2 separate regions of the Arachis hypogaea genome follow, and region 2 is linked to region 1. Evidence: chromatin contacts called from public Hi-C data. All regions are on one chromosome and are shown on one strand. Each heading gives the region's core, a stretch centred on a gene start, on an enhancer-like site or on the middle of the called end of the contact. The rest is flanking DNA. Distances are from core to core; before and after follow the strand shown. Region 1 holds the start of LOC112743677 (ERBB-3 BINDING PROTEIN 1). Region 2 holds the start of LOC112743680 (dnaJ protein ERDJ3A).

Evidence for each region. A called contact is a pair of places that touch in the nucleus more often than the background predicts.
Region 2: a Hi-C map of leaf shows a contact between it and region 1, with 2.0 times the contacts expected there. The contact joins the promoter of LOC112743680 here to the promoter of LOC112743677 in region 1. A contact is called at or near these places in 2 of 8 Hi-C or Micro-C datasets (leaf and an unstated tissue).

The regions. Positions count from the first base shown.
Region 1 is chr14:110,103,850-110,107,357 of arahy.Tifrunner.gnm2.J5K5, reverse strand. LOC112743677 (ERBB-3 BINDING PROTEIN 1) reads right to left here and starts at 1,450. Exons shown (of 10, transcript XM_025792974.3): 1 at 1,233-1,450; 2 at 966-1,086; 3 at 705-789; 4 at 400-549; 5 at 149-302. The coding sequence starts at 1,056.
Region 2 is chr14:110,256,788-110,260,081 of arahy.Tifrunner.gnm2.J5K5, reverse strand. It overlaps LOC112743680 (dnaJ protein ERDJ3A), which reads right to left and starts at 1,513. Exons shown (of 7, transcript XM_025792979.3): 1 at 1,192-1,513; 2 at 423-478; 3 at 242-315; 4 at 1-36. The coding sequence starts at 1,293.

The DNA of each region.
Region 1 (3,508 bases), core at 201-2,700:
ATCTATATTATAAATATAGAATAGTAAACAACTTGTGTTCAACATAAGCCAGTGCACTGGAAAAATGAACATAATAGTCCGAATTATAGAGCACAGAATAAGAATCATTTAAGATTTCTAGAGATTCCTATAAGGTGCACCTAGTTACCTTCTTTCCTGGCCTTACAAGTCTTAAGGCTACTTCGGCAGCAGTGTTTGCAGCTGTGATAACATCAGCTGCCCGTCCTGTAACTGGGCCATCCTGAAGCACATGTGTGTGTGCCACAGCAGCAATGAATCCATCTATATGACAAGCCATATCACTGGGAAAAAATGCGGAAAAGATAAATTAGCATTAATAGCCAAAACCAATCTCCCACCATTCTTAACAAAAGTATTCTCCAAACATCTCTCTCTTACATTTTCAATATATCACCTCCTTCCAACACCGCCTCATCGCTTGCTAGAGGAGAGAAATGACAGACTGTATTGTTTACAGATATGCAGGTTGGAAAAGCAACGCCTCTCTCAATCTTTCTCTTAACATTCTTGTACACATTACCAGTTTGCCTTCATTAAAAGAAAAAGGGAAAACAGTTGAACACTAAGAACCATAATACAAAAAGAGAAACTAACACAGCTATTACATACAAATATGAGAAATGGCACAGAACATTGAACATTGCTAATTCCATTGAATTATAAAAGAGAACATATAAGCTTACTCTCTAATGTATGAATCTCCTTTTTCGCAAATGTCCACAATCTTGGCCTTCGGTTTACATTCTGAGACCACCAACTTCAAAGCCTCTGCTCCCAAAAACACAAGGCATCCATTATTACCAACATAAAAAAAAGGAAAGAAAGAAAAAAACACAGGAATTGGAAAAGAGAACGGTATCTTAATAATTCAACATATTCATGTATGAAATATATAGAATAATTTAAAAAAATTTAAAAAAAAAATAGAAGAGTGAGTAACGCACTGTTAACGATCTCAGCCGCAGTCTTGTATTTGGTGACAACTTCAGGAGAAGAGAGATCCAACTCCTTCTCCTCCCTTTCATCATCTGACATGGTTGCTTTCTTGTTCAATTGTTCTCACTTCTGCCAACAAATAAAAAACACAGAGAAAAAAGGATATCATACATTTGCCGAATTCGATAGTGAGAAAAAAAACTAAAATTTGCAAAGAAAAAAGTTAGACGGAGACTAGAATTTGTGAAATTGAAGAGTTTTGGAGAATCACTAACAGCGAAGGGTTTGGTGGCAGTGAAGAACGAAAGGTAGGGTTTTAGAAGTGAATGGAACGGTGTGCAAGTGTTAGAAAAGCAGAGAGGTGGCTGTGGCTCGGTGCAACTAGGGTTACACCTTTGCAGATCAGCTTTGGCTTATATAGGATTTTTTCATTTTCATTACATTAAAATTACTATAAACTTATGTGTAAGGGTTTATCTATCCAAAAATGTCATTAGCTGATTGGCTCCTATATTATTATTATTATTATTATTATTATTATTATTATTATTATTATTATTATTATTATTATTATTATTATTATTATTATATATGTAATGTGTAGTGATCTAAGAAAAAAATGCTACAACTGCAAGACATTAATTTGAATATCATGTCGAGTTTTATAATATTGTACAATAATTATGGTTGTGTTTGTCTAAGATTCTAACAAACAAAAAGAAAAGAAAATATCTTCTTATAATTTATATTGTATATAATTAACAACGTTGAAAACATTTTTTCTTGATTAATTTTTATTCCATTTAAATATGGAGAGATTTGGTTACTTTTTTATAAAATATACAAGTACTAAAAATAATTTAGTAAAAAATATTATTAATAAAAAATAAAGAAGTTGTTCTGTGAGTTACTTGAAATTGGGTTTGTATTTGGACCTGTATGTGAGGTCCAAACTCCTTGTGGGACAGCGTCCGACCTATGTCAGGTAGCCGTCATCCGAGTTTTTCGTGAGGAAATAGGGGTAGTACCTGCAAGATACTCCGATTCTTAAGTCAGCAAAGATATAAGCAGATTTATAGTTGATTGTCTTAAGCATACCTGAGAGATATTAGTGTATTTATAGGTGATGAGCAAATAATTACCGTTGGAGTGGTTCTATTATTGGTGATGGATAACCGTCCTCTTTATTTAGGGCTGCTGAGATCTCCCTTGAGATAAATGAGAGATAGTGGGGTTAGTTATAACTCTTTTAAGGGAGATTTATCACTTTGTAATATTATGTTCAATCTCTTTGGAAGCCGGCTACTCAGTGACTGTCTTCTAAACTTTCTCTAATTTGGACCAAGTTTGAATTTTAGGTTAGAGTATGAACAGAAGTACATTCCCAAAATTTATAATCATGTCAAAAGAAAAGGTTGAATAATGGCTTAATTTAAATTTATGCATATTTAGATAAACAAATTAGGTAAAATGTTAAAAATTTTCTAATTTTATTTTACAATAATAAAAAAGATAAATTTATGCAATGGCACATAAATATTTATATCTCATTTTTTATTTTGTGAAAATTTGTATACATATTTTTTAAAAAATATCTTATAATATTTTTTTTGGGTATCAATAAAAATTTACCTTTAGATTTTCTGATTATAGAAATTCTAACATCATGTCATAAAATCACTTTTTAAAAAAATTAAGTTGATAAAAAGAATAACATCAATGATTATATCTCTTAAAAAAATAAAAAATATGTAATTAACAATATACCTTGATTGAAATAACAATATCTAATTCTCACATTGTTAGCTTAAAAATTTTGAGATTTGTACACTAATTTAAAACAAGTTACAAATGCCAAGAACAAAATCTAGCTTCTAAATAATTCAATGGTCATCGTATCTCTTTTGTCTTTTTCAAGCTACTAGATTATATTAAATGAGTAATTAGCAAATCAGTCTTTGGAAATTTTAAGATCGAACACCTTAATTCACCAGCTTTTGAAATATACAAAAAAAAACTCTTTCAAGTTTAATTCCGACAAACAAATAATTCCCTAACCTTATTTCTCCATCAATGACAAATGGAAAATGCTAACATAAATCCTAGACCAGCATACATGGCAGTCAGTTATCTACGTGTGCAAACAAGATAAATTAGTCTTTAGGCTTATGGTTGCAAAACGCAACATTTGAAATTGGGTGGAGGTCGAAGATGAAATCCCCCTTCGCGTGGCTCTAGAATCCTATTATATGCACTCTACAATGGCCAATGCTTCAGCGATAAATTAGCGACGAAAGCTCTGTTGGGTCTAGTCGTCGGCGAGGGAGACTAAGCCATGATACCATTAGCAAGATAAGGTTAAGCAAAATCGAATTCACAAAAGAAAAATACTTGAATTGCTTTTGTAGGTATTATGCGAGAATATGCAAGTTAACTAATATAGAGAATCCTCAAATATTGTTTTTTGTATCCCCAATATACAAGGTAAGAAACCAAATCGTTGCATAACAAGTTTTTGGAATTTGTAGAATGGTTCAGAGCAGAATCAGAG
Region 2 (3,294 bases), core at 264-2,763, 150 kb before region 1:
TCTTCCTTTTCTCCTCATCAGATAAAATCTCATACGCTGTTGAAAAGGACGAAAAAGAATATTAACATCCCAAACAAAAAATGTTTCGACAAAGAAAGCAAGCAAAACAATAAAAGACTATCATATAATGAAGTAATGAACAACGGTATCAAATCTTTGTTTCAGTATGAGCCTCTTTTTTGAGGTGCGGCGTGTCTCTGTGTCTGTGTGTGTCTGAGAGAGAGAAAGAGACTTTGTGTACCGTTGTTAATCTGAGCAAACTTCTCTTGTGCACCCTTGGCTTTGTTCTTGTCAGGGTGATACTGAAGAGAGAGCCTGAAAAGCAGGAAAAAGAAAATGAACCAAAATAAACAAAGAAAATCAATCATATGTGAAAATGACAAGCATCAAGAACAACATCGACATCAGAGGTGTGAACATACTTGTGGAAAGCCTTCTGAATTTCCCTCTGACTTGCATTCTTATCAACCCCAAGAACCTGATGAAAAACATTAAAATTCAGTTTATGAACACAATCAACATTAATAATCAAACCTTTTATTTTTGCTTGGAAAACTATCTCGATTCTTTCTCAAAGACAGCTCCAAACAAATAGTTATCAATGTACATATTCAAAATAGAAGACAATAACTTGCTTCTTGCAGCCTTGCAGGTTTATACTCTCAAACCATACAAATACATAAAAATTCAGGTTTTCGTTGCAACTAAAGACAATGACTTGAAAAAATGAATATTCAATTCAAACATCCAAAAGTCACTCATTAGAACTAGCTTAACATTGTTTTCTACAGTCAAACCAAGAAAAACAGAGAGATTATCCAAATTCTTGTAATGCGGATCAAGACTACAAGCGAAAATCAAATTATGGCATGGAAAAAATCCAATTTTGCAAGTTCCAACCCCCAAATTTCATCGATTTTAGATTAGCCCCATATTTAGTATCAAATAGCAACTAGAACTAAAAGGCAAGATCATAGAAAGAAAAAAGTATATATATTGCCAAGCATGCAACGATGCAACTACATCACCAATTATCCACTTGAAAGTTGAAACCCCACAATAATGACTAACCCCTGCAAAATTAACACCTTTTGCACCAGTTTTGTTCCTGTAATTTATCAAATTCTCGAAAGCCCTACTTTTGAGAACACTCAATTGAGGGGAAGAAAAAAAGAGGAGTGCGAAGCTAACCTTGTAAGGGTCGATGGCTTTGGCTTCGATTTTGAAGCACGCGAGGAAGCAGAAGAGAGTGACCAAGACGCAAATAACCCATTTGGATGAACGGGTCTTCATACCCGGATCGGTATATTCGACGGAGACTCTCTATTCTTGTGTGTGGCAATGATTCAGAATCGTGAGAGCCTGCGTTTTCTTTCTTTCGTTTGTCTTTTTTCTTTAATTTCAGATGAAAATAATGGCGATTAACGGTGATGATGACGGACGATTAAGAAGCTTTGGCGGTTAAATAGGTTCGCGGGGGAGAAAATCTAGATACTTCGAGGTTAAGGGAGTTAGCCAGTTTTAGATACACGTGGCTATTTTATTGGGACACCAGCGCATATCAACCAATCAGATTTTAGGATTCTTGTATATTTTCATACAAGACTAGCAACTTATCGCGGCTACGTGACAGTAAGCACTAAGCAAGTCTAAATGGGTACATATGTGTAAAATCATGTCGCTTTTTTTTTTTTTCCCCTTCTTTCTTATCTTTTCATGCGCCTCTTTTGCTTTTTGTATTGGTGCTGTAGTTGCTATATTTTATTTGTTTTTTCGTCGTTTTTTTTTTTTTTTGATATTGCAGTTATTTTTTTATTTAATTTTTTTTTTATTTTTTTAAGATAATAAAACAAAAAATAATAAAAATATAAAATAAAAAAAGAAAGATAAAAAAATAAAAATGAAAAAGAAGACACAGAAGATATAGAGGAATAAGAGAAAGAGAAAAAAGAAAAATTTTAAATTATATAGAATTTTATAGAATAAAAAATATCAAAATCTTTTAATAATATCAGACCGATTTTTAAGTTTTGGTATCAAAATTTTGTTATAAATATACAAAAATGTCTTTTTTAATGCTGTATTTTTTTTATTATTCTTTTTTTTTTCTGTTACTCTTATTTCTTTTTTTAAGAGTATTGTTTCTCATATTAAACTTGAATGAACATGTATATATTGTATTGAATCTTATTTAATTGAATGAATGTAGGTTTCTCTTCTTTTTACTGATATTGCAGCATTATGTATTTTTTCTTCTTTGTTTGATGTTTTCTTATTTTTATTCTTGTTAAGAGAATAAAACAAGAAGAATCATGAGAAGGTAAAACAAGAAGGATAAGTTGAACAAAAAAAAGATGATGATGATAATGAAGGAGGAGGAATTGTTTTGAGTTATTATTAAGTAAACTGTGCTTGTTTTGAATGGAGTTTGTTTGTATGTCGTTATTATTAAGTAATTTCGATGTATTTTGGATTTAATTTTAATGAATTCGGAATTTAATTTCGGTGCATTTTGAATATAAATAAGGTGCACTTTTGGTCTGAAATTGTTTTGAATTGAGTTTGTTTGTGTGTCCTTATCATTAAGGAATTTCAGTGCATTCTGGATTTGAACTGTTATACATATAAGAAAAAGACGACGATGATAATAATAACCATGATGGAGGAAGAGGAGAAAAAAGAAAGAAGAGATGGAAAAATTCAAATGAGAAAAGAAAAAAGAGAAGGAGGAAGAGAAGATAGAGGTTGTGGTGTGATAATGGTGATGACGATGACAATGAAAGAAAAAGATGGGAAAAAAAAGAAGTAGCAACATTAGTGCGGGAGGAGGAGGAGGAGGAGGAACACGAAGAGTGTGGAAAACGGTTATAACAACTTGGTTGAATTTGATTAAGTATTTTACTTTTTTTTTTACCAAAAATAGGAGACTCGAACCCGCAACCTCTTAATTGAGTATGGGGAGACTATGCCATTTGAGTTATTACTCATTGGCGATTAAGTATTTTACTTGGTTGTAGAGTTTTATTCTAATTAAATTAGTTTCTAAAAATCACGATTAATTTAGTCTTTGTAAAATTAGATGTCTTAAATAAAGAGTTTAATTTTGATAAAAAAAAATATTTTATACGGTCATCCAATTTTATTCGTTCATTTAGATTTTTTGTTTTGATAAACAATAGAATAGTAACGCCTAACAGAGAAAATAAATGTTTTGAAAACTGAATTGGACCCATCAGTTCGACCTGGTGATAAACCCCATTTTGACGGTTTATCTTGTATTGATTTTAAGGGATT